2 separate regions of the Zea mays genome follow, and region 2 is linked to region 1. Evidence: chromatin contacts called from public Hi-C data. All regions are on one chromosome and are shown on one strand. The core of a region is the stretch at or near the end of the contact, and the rest is flanking DNA. Distances in the headings are between cores, read along the strand shown. Region 1 holds the start of LOC103627656. Region 2 holds the start of LOC100285962 (rho GDP-dissociation inhibitor 1).

Region 1 (7,002 bases), core at 2,848-5,347:
GTCCTCCAATCGTCATGTAAGGTCTAATAGTTCAAGCTCGAACATGACAATTAAATTTAGAAGTAAGCTCGTTCTTAAGCGACCCTTTTCTATAGTTATGGTAATAGATTGTTATCTAAAGATATTATCTTGCTTTGAAATATTTAAGAGGGTTATGAAGTACCTCGAGAAAGGTTGGAAATTGGAAAGCACAGCATGACGTCCAATAGTAGTCTGTATTGGCCTTTTGGACGAGTCTGCAATAAAATAGACGCTCACGACACATACATGCTCCGTTTTCGGTGATCCATATATATATATAGAAAGCTAATTTTATAAGATAACCAACACCTTGGTTTAGGGTCTAAATTATATAAGAGTTAATAGAAATCATGATACAATCGAAACAAGTAAGCGTCTAGAATCTATTAGGACGTTGCGTCATGTCTTTTGGTTTTTTTTGGTCGTGTATCATCTTAGAGCTTGTTAGTGGGCACGTTAAGGGGTTGTGATGACTCTTAGACTATACTAGATGAGTGCCCGTGCGTTGCAACGGAAATGTATAATAATACGATAACTTATGTACAATTGTGTGTTATATTGTTATGAGAAAATATTTCAGAATTCATTGTGATCCTACCTATATATAAATTTTGTTATTTAAATATAGCTATTTCACCATTACATTGCAACCATTACGAGCGCCAGCAGCCGGAGCGAGTGCCGCCGCAGCGGCGTCCTGTCGGTTGCGGAGGTGGTTGGAAGCGCGGCGGGGTTTACGGGAGGGCGTGCGGGCAGAGGCGGGGGCGGTTTACACTGCTAACTTAATAGTTAGTAGAGATAATCTCGAAAAAGGAACCAGAGGGCGGTGCAGCAGAAGCAACAAGCCCCAAAGTGGATAGCGGCCAAAGCAACCAGCGGAAGCTTCTTAATTACGGCTAGGCTTCTTAATTAAGTGCCCATCAAATCAAGCTGCCAACGCAGGCAGCCAGCCACTCTCGAGAAGCGTATCCGGGGCCCACAAGGTGGAATCAACGTTCACCCTGCCGTGACGCCTTGTCCCCAGCTACCCCGCCGTCTGCCTACCCCATTCACCGCACCTCCATGGCCCACGCGTCAGTGGTCCTGTGACTGGGTGGGCAGGTGAGCGTGAGTCCGTGAGAAGGAAGCAAGCCCTGTTCCGCCGTTCGCTCGTCCCATCCGATAACTTTACCGTGTGTACTGTGATTGTCGCTCTGACCCGCGGGACCCGTGCTGAAGCCTCCCACGACCCTCGTGGCACGGTGGGACATAGCGACAGGCGCCTCACGCTCCTCCCCCCTCCCCTCTCTTCCCCCCTGCCAGGCAAGAGAGAAGAAACGCACGCGAGCCGCGAGCAGAATACAGCAGCACGGGCGCCAGCGCCATCCTGATCTCGCTATCTCCCTTCTCTTCTCCCCCGATGCGATCTCGCCAAACCCTAATCCCGCCGCCCGCCGCGCGGCCGTCGCCGGAGCCCTAGCCCCGAATGTGGCGGTGACGCCCGTGCTGCTGTATTCTGCTCGCACTGGTCCTGCTCGTGGAGCACGGCATCGGTGAGCGGGGCCAGCGCCGCGGGCGGTGCGCGCACGGAGAAGTCCGCCGGAGGCTGCCGAGGCAGCGTCAATGAGGGAGATGAGCGCGGGCTTGGCCTTGAACGCCGCGACGCGGAGGAGCTTGTAGAGGCACGGGAGGAGCCCCCGGAGGTACACGGCGAGGTCGTCGGTGGGCTCCGAGGCCTCGACGGCGGCGGCGGCAGCGAGCGCGGCGGCCAGCTGCGCGCACTTGTCCTGCTCGTGGAGCACGACGTCGGTGAGCGGGGCCAGCGCCGCGGGCGGTGCGCGCACGGAGGAGGGACGCAGCGCAGCGCGGCGGCTAGGAGCCTGGTCACGAGCGGCGCGACGGCATCCCGCGGGTGCTCCCCAGCGACGAGCGCCAGCAGCCGAAGCGAGTGATGTCGGATGCGGAGGTGGTTGGAAGCGCGGCGGGGTTTGCGGGAGGACGTGCGGGCAGAGGCGGGGGCGGTCTACACTGCTAACTTAATAGTTAGTAGAGATAATCAGTAGCCGTCTCCGACATTAGCGCTTGTGTTTCGTTTTAGATTAATTTGTTATCAAACAATCATTTTTTCGATTGTGGTCTGTGGAGCCCCACATTGGTTATCTTAATCATATGTCTGCAGTTATCACTTTGCTTAAATTGTGGACTTTATAATTGTTGCTTGTATTTTTTTGTTTCTCATGTAGGAATTAGCTTTCTAGGTGAGATCAACCGAGTTAGTGACACGAGTCAGGGTGCTAATAAGTTTACAGGATTTAGGTTTTTTTTTAATATGAAATTGAATCAGTTCATCGCGTTCTATCAAATTGAGTTATCTTAAATCTGACAGAAAGATCGAAAACCCATATTTATGGGCCTATCTACGAAGTTACGGATTAACACAGCCAAATAGTCCCAGACGGACTGAATGGCCAACTGCAAAGGTGCATTTTGACCGACTGCAGAAATGCATCCTGTAGCAGTGAGATAAACGGGGCGAGTGGAGAATGAAGAAAAATGTGTGACGTGGGATGTGGCTACAGGCTCGGCGTTTGGACGGATTTCATGGTGTTTGTAGGCCTAAAATGAACGGTGTTTTTTTTTCTTGAACCAGCCTAGGCCTGGGCCGCGCCTGGCCCATACTCGGGTCTACTCTCGAACTACTATACCGTATGACCATGTGTCCATGTCACTGTCGCAACTCGCAACATGTGCCTGTGGCCAATACTGAGGTCAACGATGATGGCTAATTTATCTGTTCCTCAGTAATTTATATCATTACTTGGTTCCCAACCTCTATTTCCACAAAAATGGATATGCCGTGTTTTCTAGTACAGCGCCATTATTGGCCACTGGCACATGGATGGAAACTTGACCAGAGAATTACTTGTGGGAACAGGGAAGTAGGAGTGTGTTTCGTGGTTGTTACTTGTATATGAAGTGGTCGCCGAGAGTAGCTGACCATTTATTTCTCTGTCATGACACAACACTCGTAAAGAATCCATACACTTGGGCTGTCAATTAGAGAGGCTATGACCCGTGAATCTACCTACTTAGACCTTTTCGTTTACACCAATCCAGCTCTAGACTAGTATAGATTGTAATTAAATCCATGTCACAATCTATGTCCAAAATATTTCAAGCCTACTCAAAATTTTTATTTGGTTAAACTCATCCTAAGGATTTCATAATTTTGTAAACTATGGAAGACATGGATTATATCCATAGCTATTAGGTATAGAACAAATCCACGAAGATATTGCACAAGTTTATATTAGAATTTATAAATCAAAAAATAACTAGTTTTGAAAGATGTATGAATTAAATGATGGATTTAATCCTACCATATAATTGAGAGTGAGGTATGAATTCATCCAATATAGACCCGGATTAAATTAATGTTGGGATTTCATCTATCGAACAAGCCCTATACGGCATACGCCATTGAGTGGCAGCGCAAGCGAGTTCCAATACTTGTTTTTTTGATGGGCAAGAGATGATGCGCATCCGTTTTGAAATCTTCTTCGCCAGTGATGCCACGAGGCCGTTGGCCCAGAAAACGAATATTGGGATTCGTCATCAGCGCTATATTCAGGAAACTGGATTCAGTTAAGCAGCAGTCACTCTATGATACTCTGGGCCTCCTCCAATCGTCCAGTGAAACGTGACGTAGAAGCTAGCCTTGACCAATGGGCACACCGTTGAATTTGAACGAGAAAAACGGATCCCCCACTCCAGCTAAGGACACCGCGAGTCTTCGCGAGAGGGACAAATGGTGTTCAGAGGTCCTGGAGCATGTCGATTCAGTTTTTTTTCTTTAGGAGATTAGACTACAGCCTAACTGGCGGTACTACGTTGTCACACGACAGCTGCAGCGTAAGCTGCTGATCTGAACTCTGGTCCGGCGAGGCCGCCGGAATCCCACGCCTGGGATCTGCCGATCAGAAGGCGCGGCGGTCGTGGCGTCACGGTCGACGAATTTTAGGCCCAGATTCCACGCCGATAACGTCAGCCAGATTTTAACGACCCGTGTGGCCAGTGGTCCGTGGTAAACGAACGGAGGGCGCGGATTCAGCGACCGAGCCGGTCGACGCGTGGCCATCCCGATCGGTCCATCGCGTTCGAGCGGCGCTTCCATTTGCACCATCCTGGAAAGCGGCTTCTCTCTCGACTGGCCGCCGTCTCTAAAAGGGCCGAGGAATCTGCGTGAGCTGAGCTGCTCTTCTAGGCTACGGTGCTGTGTTGCCTTGCGTTGGTGTTAGGGCGGCGTGACAGGACAGCGCCCTGTACAAGTCAACAGCGCGAGCTGCCCAGATACTTGCTTGATTCACAGCCACGCAGCGCGACTCGTGAGGAGGGAGGGAGAGCCGAAGAGGCGTAGAGGAGCCTGGGGGCATGCCCATGGAGAGCGGGAGGAGGCAAGGCGTGGTCGCGATCGAGTGCGTCGCGGGCGGGTCGCGGGCCGAGGAGTGGGGGCCCGGGAGCAGCGAGACGGTGCAGACGGGGGACGTCGTGGAGGAGCTCCTCATCGGGGTGGGCCGCCGGGGCGAGCCCGCCGCGCACGCCGCCGCGCCCTTCAAGGGCGGCCGCGCCGCGCTGCAGAAGCTCCTGCACGCGGCCTACAAGCGCGGGGAGACCTCCGTCGAGGTCCGCGTGCGCCGCTCCTCCGCCTCCGCGCAGCTGCAGCGCCAGCTCGTCGCCGGCGACAGCGGGGAGCTGCAGGTGGCGGACGACGCGGCCAGCATGCAGGCCTGCATCGTGCCGCAGGAGTCCGTCGGCGGGATCGGCCGGACCCGCCACTACGTGCTCCGCTCCATCCGCGACCCCAACTACGCCGTCGGCCTCGTCGACCGCATGGAGAGCGAGTGCATCGCCATCAGAGGTACCGTACTACCACCCCGATAGCACAACATGCTCATCCTCTTCTTCTACTTCTTCGTTGCAGATTTTAATTGGATTTTTGTCACTCACAATATTATCTTCTTGTTATAATTACCACTATGTCTATAAATTGTAGGTCAGTTGAGTCTATGAAATATGAGCTTGATGACAATTTTACAAACATATTTCTTGCTGATGGCAAATATCAGGATCTCTCTTTTTGATCCGCTTTTAGCCCGTGCGATCAACTTGATTCGGTTCGCCGCGCTAGCCCTCGGAAGAAAAGTCCGCCACTGAGTTTTCGTTACATGCCGGATTGGACTTGAGAAAAAGGGTAGGCGCATGCATGCGGACTTTAGTGCGCAAAAAGTTAACCTGCGCTTTATCGTTTCTTGAAATTTTGGCGTGTTCACGATAGAGATCCTTGTTTTGTTCTCAGCGCAGATTAAGACAGTCAGAAATGGCCACTTTTAGGAGTAGTTATTAAATACATGATGATCGCATCGCCCGTATCTGTCAATATGTGTCAGGATATGCCGGGTTGGGATATATAGGATCCGAGGAAGATTGTAGAAAGTGCTTACAGCTTTGTTGGTCTTGTTGTGTTGAGGACCGATGGCCGTACCGTTGGGAAAGTTTCTACGGTAGCTTGGCCGACCAAACTATAATAGGGTTTGATGTATGCTAGCAATACTCTGTAGTCAAGCATATTCCTATGAACATTACGAAGCTTCCACCGGCTCTAGCTTCTCTATTATTCACGTGTTGTTCACGTACTGCTCATAGGGGTTTCTCTCTGTCCTATCTTCTATCATAGAGCCGATGAAGCCAAAATTTTTTTGGCTCCCCTGCTTCGAGTATATTGTAGGAGCCGGAGCATCTAGACGATAGATCCCTACCTCCCTACCAAAGGGACCCTTCAAACAAGAGAACGATGACCCAGCATTAGATCTTGTATTGTCGTTACGTCTTGCAAGCCTTTATTGACAATAAGAATCAGATCCTGTTATGAAACAGTAACCCTGCAGTTATATCTGTAAATCATGCGGTAACATGATATACCTAGGAAGTCCGCATCCAGTTTTGTTCTCCTGTCAGTAAAAAAGGTATATTACGGAATACCTTTTTTAAGAATCTAAAAAAGTATTTCCTCTGTTTTTTTATTTGTCGTATTTTCGTTTAAAAATAAACGACAAATATTTAAGAACGGAGTCACGGAGATAGTGTATAATTGCTTAATCTCAAGCTAGATGCATACTTCAAGGCAAACAGACAGCGATATACATTGAATCGAATCAGCATTTAACTTGGTTCATCATTATGCTTCGCGGTAGCGCTCCTATATGCTATCGCACTTGGAAGAAAAAGAAAACTGCGTTAGAGAAGTTGGACCTGACAGAAGCTCTACAAAGGAGCGATCAGTATTCACCTGATTATAAAAAATCCTGTCTCGAATTCTAAATGAATCTAGGAGATTCCTCTGTTGACTTTTTATCGGTTTGATCGTTCACTTCCCTTCTCAACTGGGAAAAAGGTAATAATGATGCATGATTACATAACATGGGAAAATATTGACCTGATTCCTAACTCTTTTGCATCCTGTATTTTTCTTGGTACCGTCTTGCGTTCGCAAGCTTTTGTAGCAAATAAGATGCCCATCTTGTGGTGAGATGGGAACCGGACAATTATTATGTTGTTACTGTAAATCTTGCAGTAACTGGGTAAACCTGGAAGCCTGTATGCAGTGTGTTGCTCCTGTCAGTCAAAAAAAGTACTCCTATATAAGATGGGTTCGTAAAAAAAAACCTAGTTCAAGATGCATACTTCCAGGCAACAGACACGGCGATGCACGTTGAATCGAACTAGTGTTCATCTAGATTTGTTATTATGCTTCGCAAACCACTTGCGGATCGTTGAATAGTATTCATCTGATTATAAAAATCCTGCCTCAGATTCTTAACGCGACTAGGACTAGGAGATTCCTCGGTTGACTTCCCTTCTCTCTTGGACCAAAGAAGTACTAGGACTTACACAAGATCGTCAACAAAATACTGATCCGAGTTTGCTAACTGTTCTGCATTCCAT
Region 2 (6,874 bases), core at 223-2,722, 320 kb before region 1:
CGGCGGTTTCCGGTTTTTATGAATTTTTTTAAATTTTTTAAATTTAGAACGAATTTTGAAAAAAAACCGGTGGTTAACCGAAACCGCACCCCAGCGGTTTCGGTAAACCGACCGGTTTACCGCCGGTTTTTACCGGTTTTGTAAACCGTGCCCTCCACGCTTTTTCTTCCGAAACGACCGGCAGAAAAAGGCACGCAAGTCGGCCGCCGGCCGGTGCTGAGTCCACAGGTGACAGGCCACCGCCTCTCACTTTTACACGAAAGGTACGCGCAGTACGGCGCACGGGCTGTGGGCTGTGGCCGGTGCACAGTGCATTGTCAAATGGAGGGAGGGCTCACGGGAAACAAATGCAGATGGATGGCTCACGGCCACCGGTCACGCCGTCACCGTGTCACGGGACCATCTCGGCATGGCGGTGCTCACATCACATGCGTAGACATTCATGTGCCGTTGCCCCACTGGCGCCATTAAACAAGGCCGCAAGGACGGTCTGGCCAGCCAATCAGACGCAGGCAGGCGGCACCCAGCAAATTTTGCTTAGAAATCTCGAATTCTTTTTTTTTTCAGCAGACGACGCGAGTTTAATTTACCTCCCACGGAGTTCAAGTCCACGCCGCCGAGGAGCTGCTCCTTCCATCGCCGCAGGCTCTCGTCGTCCTGCGAGGTAAAACGCGGCCCCGAAGAAGTATAGTGAAGAAAAGAAACGCACGCTGCACGCAGATGAATTAAGACAAGGCACCATCCGTACCTTGTCCTTCTCGAGCTGCTCCTTGATGCTGACCATGGGACCGAGGTCGATGGCCTTGGGGGCCTTCTCCTCGTCCTCCTCGTCCTCCTCCTCCTCCTCCTCCTCCCCGTGACAACGCGGCGCGCACTTGCCGTTGGGCGCCGTGTCGCAGTGCTCCGCGGGCGGCGCCGCTTCCTTGGCCGGCTCCCCCGGCTCCGGGCCGGCGGGGACGTCGACCTTGGGGCAGGAGATGGCCTCCACCGCCGACGACATCGTCGCACGCACGCGCGCGCAGTGGCTTCGGCCTTCGGCTAGACAAGGAAAGGAAGGAGGGCGGGCCGGCGGGGAGAGGCGAGCGCTGGCACAGATACCGAGATGAGCGCAGCGAAAAGGAGAGCGAGCACGCAGTCACGCACGAGACGAGTCGCGAGGGGAGGGGAGAGAGGGAGGGGGAGGGGGAGGCGAACACGTCGAGGCGGATTATTTCGGACAGGAGGAACGGGCCGCGGCGCAAGGCTCCAAAAAAAGAGGCCCCGCGCGCACGCCGGCCGGACGGCGAGGGGAGATTGGTTTGATACTTTGATCCAACGCACGACGAGAGGAGAGGTGAGCGGGGAGGCGCTTCGCTTTAATCTCCCCCGCGTGGCGCAGGGACGGAGAGGAGAGGAGAGGCGACGGAGTGGAGACAACGTGATGGGCACGACCCGACGCGCCGGCGCCGCGCTGCAACCCCTACAGGTTGTACATCTGGGGACTGTGTGTCTTTGGTGGCGTTGGTGAGGAGTTTTAATTCCCCAATACGACGCGAATCGCGATGGGGATGAGATCTTTGGTGGTTTTGAATTTTCTGACAGCACAAGGAAACAGGATGGATAGAGAGTAGAGCCCTGTCCATGGTCACTCTTCAAGTAACACTGTCTCGCAGTAAGAACACTGGTTGGTGTACTAATTGCGTGGTTAAACTGGCCGGCGCATTCATCCGGCCAAGTAAAGGTCCGGACGGTGCCTTTCCCTGTCCGCGCGGGCATCAGCTTTGTCCGGGGTCTTGTCCGATGTGTCCCGTGCCGTTCATCACGCCGCAATCATGGATCTGCGCCCGCTCCAGGCCATTCCATGCGGCGTAAACGATTGAAATCAGTGGGGGGGCACCGCACGACTCAGCATGTCAGCGTTGTCGACACCAGCGGACAACTGATCCACCGAATTTTCCGCCCCATTCAAGCCTGGGTTGGGGGTCCGAAGTGCATGGAAGCTTTCTGCTGTGTGAATACCCCTCTCACCCCTCTCCTAATTCAAGTAGAAGGGCGAGTTCAATGGAGGGTTATAATTGTGGCAAGACGTTTTAGAAAAGCCTAATTCATCTTGACAAAATATGATCCTCCCAGTGAAAATCCAACCACCAATGCTCCTTCCATCACCAAAAGCTCTTACTGTCGACACTCCTCTACCACCATTCACTTACACATATCATTTTTCATACATGTATGGATATCCATAGGGGCATTTAACTTTTTGTTAGTTTTACTGATGTCAATTTAACATTTGTAACTGACATGGCATTTTATGTGCCACTCATCCCCAAATGATGGTAAGAATATTTTTTCATATCCATATCCATATGATGATCCTCCATTTGGATCCTTTGATGCTCCTCCTCAGTTCTTTCCCTCATTTGGTACTCCACCATACGGTGTGCCTCCTTCATATGATGCTTGTCCCCCATTTCGTCCTCATGCAGGCATGATAGTACCTCTAACCAGCGATAATGATACTATTTTGAACCAGTTCGCTTACTCTGATGCTCTCTAATTCCAATGATAAAGGAATGAACAAAGACATATAACGAAAGGCTGGTAAATACATATCTTTTTTTTTTATAAATCTCATGCAATTTTAGGTCGACAATAGGTTTTTAGTTTATTAAATTATAGATCCACATATGACTGCTACACTCCATGGACCTCATTGATTGCAATGACAAGAAGTGATCGACCTTCTGGACCAAATAGCCAACACCTACTACTTCACTAGAGAAGCTCTTCACCATCGTACCCTAAATAACTAAATAATTGATGATCGACGAGCATGTAAGAAGATCCTCCTCAATGACATCTACAACCGCTATCGGAGAGGGAATTCTCCGGCCGGGTGGCGGAGTGCACCCACCCTAAATCCTAAGATGAGGAGGGGGCTTAAGCGTTTTGCCTGTCTTGCTAAGCGATCATCAAACACATGAACACGCGAGGATTTAGAGTGGTTCGGGCCGCCGGAGCGTAATACCCTACTCCACTGTGTGTTGGATTGTTGAGGAAGCTTGTGCTGTGTGTAAGCCTGAATGACTTGAGTCTTGGTGTGTTCACGTCGCATGCCTCCCCTTTTATAGTTCAAGGGGGGCATGTACAAGGGTTCTGAGCCCCGACACGTGGGCCCAGGGACAAATGGAAGGATGGAACTATTGCTTGCCATGCCCATGTAATCTTTGAATGCCATCATAGCCGTAGTGCATACAGTATTGATATCTCGCGGTATCGTCCTCGGTAACACGCGAGTCATGATGGATACGGCGCATGCGGCAGCACAGACGTATCGTCAGCCAACGGGAATAGACAGGCACGCCGCCTGCGGGATAGCCTGGTCGCTGCCTGCCAGATGAGTAGATAGGACACATTAAATGTTGAAGGGGCACATCGGCTGTCAGCGGGATAGACAGGCGGCGCATCTTTTCTGCAATAAATGCAGAGGCAGCGCGGCCCAGAGGCCTTACGTCAGGCTCTACCCGCAGGCTTACGTCACGCGCGGTAGGCCATGTGGCAGCATCGGGTTCCCGTCTGGGCGGGGTGCAGTAGCGTTATACGGACAGGTCCGCACCAGGTTGGGCCTGGACACGTGTTAGCACCGGACCCCTGCCTGAGCAAGGGTCGGGTGCCCTTTGCCTCAGAGTCCCGGGGCCCAGCTGTGGGTAGTCCGGTCCCTATGCAGAGGGGACCGGGACCCGTCCCGGAGGCCTGGGTCACACTCGCGGGGGTCCTGGACCTTGTGAAAGTTCCCTTGGGCCCGGGAATAGGATCTGGATGTCGCCTAGAGGGGGGGGTGAATAGGCGAATAAAAATTATCACTTGAAAACTTAAATTCTTACTCTACTCGAAGACTAGAACGCAGTGGAATGAGAAGACCCTTCGAGTAGGTTGTAGTGGAATAGAAGATCCTGTCTCAAAATGTCCTGCACTTCAAATAAAGCTTATACCACAGATAAGTGTTGAAGTGCAGATATAAAAGCGAGTGAGACAGAGAGTCAGAATACAATACAGAACAGAGCACACAGACGCAAGGATTTATCCCGAGGTTCGGCCAAGCCTGAAACGCTTGCCTAGTCCTCGTTGGAGTTAGCCACACCTGGGCTTGGAGTCTGTTTCAACTCCTTCCTCCGTTTGCTCAAATCTGTCAATCTGACAGATAGAGCCTTCCACTATGTTGAGATGGTTACAACGAAACCGCAGCTGCTTACAATCTTCTTGGCAGCACTCCGGCAGGGTAACGATATGCTCAAGACCTTGCTCTAGCTCTTAGCAGCACTTCTCCACTCTCTAAAGGCTTATAGTTTTGCCTTCTACACAAACTAGAGAGATACACACAAGAGGGAGAGTGAGAATTGATCAGAGTGATGTCTACACTTGTTGGCTGCGCTTATCTCACTATTGGAGGCGCCTAGGAGTCCCTTTTATAGACCCAAAAGGCCTAGGAGCCGTTTAGAGCAATCCAGGAAGGCAATTTTTGCCTTCTGTCGGTTGGCGCACCGGACAGTCCGGTGCACCACTGGACACTGTCTGGTGCCCGATTTCCTTCCAAAATTGGCGTAGTCGACCGTTGCAGTCTTGGAGCCGTTGGCGCACCGGACAGTCCGGTGCCCCCATCTGACCGTTGGCTCGGCCACGCGTCACACGCGGATTGCGTGGCCGACCGTTGGCTCACCGGACAGTCTGGTGCACCACCGGACAGTCCGGTGATTTATAGCCGTACGCCGTTAATCGCTTCCCGAGAGCGGCATGTTCACCAGAGTTCAGTCTTGCGCACCGGACACTGTCCGGTGCACCACTGGACAGTCCGGTGTGCCAGACTGAGCTGAGTCTTGGCTGTACACAGCCAAGCCTTTTGCATCTCTTTTCTTTTCTTCTTTTCTCTGTTTCTAACACTTAGACAAATATGTTAGTACACAAAAACCAATGTACTAAGTCTAGAAATATACCTTCTCTTGGATTTTCACCTCTCTATCATTTGACATGCTTAAGATTGATGTTTGACTCATAAATCATCAAGTCAGCTTAACTTAATCTAGACTAACATTTCTGAGCTCCAACATCCTGCAAAGGTCACATAGAATATCTCCAAACATGGGAACAACCCAAACTAAAGGTCAGAGTGCACTTAGCTCTTTTAGGCTGCTTCCAGTTCTTATTTTGACATTTGTTCTCCTTCTTGTGACTTTGTTCCCTTCTTAGAGCTTGATCTTGAGCCTTATGACTTACACCACATAACTATAGATGTTTCCTCATTGGTTGTAAGTCACGTCCTTATTTAGTGATCCTTGATGTGCCATAGCTCTTCTCAACTCGATCACCCTTGACTTTGCAAGTCTTCTTCTTCACCCTATGCTTTGGGTTCCTCAGCCTCTTTGACCTTCTCCCGTGCACTTGGTACCTCGAAGCTCTTCTTGCCTCCATCCTTGGCTTGATCAGTGGTCTCCGAGCTACGCACCCGAGTCTCACTTTATGCAATGTCCATCTTACTTGTGATGCCCATTATCTATCCATCATCTAGTCCTTGGACCATCACACTTGTTCACTTGTGTTGAACCCTGTTAGCTTTACATTAAGCACCTGTTCAACACTTAGCACACTTGTTAGTCCTTTAATTAAGTTGTCATCCAAACACCAAAGCCCACAAGAGAGCTTTCAATCTCCCCCTTTTTGGTGATTGATGGCAACACAATTAAAGCTTACATAAGGTGAAATTTAAAGCACAAATTTTGAGCTCTAAGATTGTAGAATGCTCCCCCTAAATATGTGCTTACATTAAAATCCAAAATGCACATACTTAGGCTAAGCGAAGCATTGCTACACCTTAGCACCTGTGGGATGCATTGTGTCGAGGATCAAACCAAGATGCGTATAACACACAAATGCACAGAATCAGAGTTAAACACCGTTCAATTGAGTGGTTATTTCACAGGAATATCAACCTACCACTATTCATCATTAAGATACCAATTTAAACTAAGATACCAATTTAAAACAATCTTAAAGCACCATTAACCCATGCACCATTATCCACATGAATATCTATTACTGAATGAACACAATAGATGCCAATTAATTCATAGCAGCGAAGGCACTAGACCCAAAATGCACACATATAATACTGCAAGAAGCATATGATAAGAATTATCAATAACACACTAACAAAGCTCAAACTAACACATCACCCCTTAGGATAAGCTTTCCTCTCAGGTTGAGATAAGCTTTAATGCACAAATTCTCCCCCTTTGACATCAAACACCAAAAACCATACTCAAGAACATAGGATGATGTCAAGGGACAACAGGGTGTTAAGGAGGAAAAACACACTATCAAAACTCCCCCTTATTCATTAAAAATATGCACTACCAACATTTGAGTAAGATACATATACGCAAAAAGATCAATACTTCCTTTTGTACCTTTACCATGTTGTGGTGTACTTCCCATCTTGAAAGCATTAATCTCTCGGGAGCTTCTCCACACTTGTGCCTGATTCCTTATCCTAACCAATTTCTTAACTTACAGAGGTACCCAAGTCCTGATTGCTCCATTTCTTGCTCATCTTCTCTTTTTCCACCTTGAGACTATACAAGATCGCTCAAGAAACAATTAGTCTCAAAAGACACAAGTTATGTGTGCTCCCCCTAAACTTGTGCATCAAGTATTTGAATAACTTGCACTTTGCGCATTCTAGCTTTCTCAGAACTAGAGGGGATCACAACATATCTTGGTCAAGGCATACTCTATCAATTTCATCACAAAGAGATACCAATTGAATACCAAATGAAAGGTTGACTTAATACAACAATGCATGCCTCAAGAAGTATAACATTTTACAAGCAACCTAGGCATG

Evidence for each region. Hi-C and Micro-C count contacts between places; a contact is called where the count stands out from the background.
Region 2: a contact with region 1 is called in a Hi-C map of tassel, with 2.0 times the contacts expected there. The contact joins the promoter of LOC100285962 here to the promoter of LOC103627656 in region 1. A contact is called at or near these places in 3 of 25 Hi-C or Micro-C datasets (ear, leaf and tassel).

What each region holds. Positions count from the first base shown.
Region 1 is chr5:211,335,926-211,342,927 of Zm-B73-REFERENCE-NAM-5.0, reverse strand. It overlaps LOC103627656, which reads left to right and starts at 4,097. Exons shown (of 4, transcript XM_008647948.4): 1 at 4,097-4,918. The coding sequence starts at 4,432.
Region 2 is chr5:211,654,578-211,661,451 of Zm-B73-REFERENCE-NAM-5.0, reverse strand. LOC100285962 (rho GDP-dissociation inhibitor 1) reads right to left here and starts at 1,472. Exons shown (of 5, transcript NM_001366739.1): 1 at 749-1,472; 2 at 591-657. The coding sequence starts at 1,000.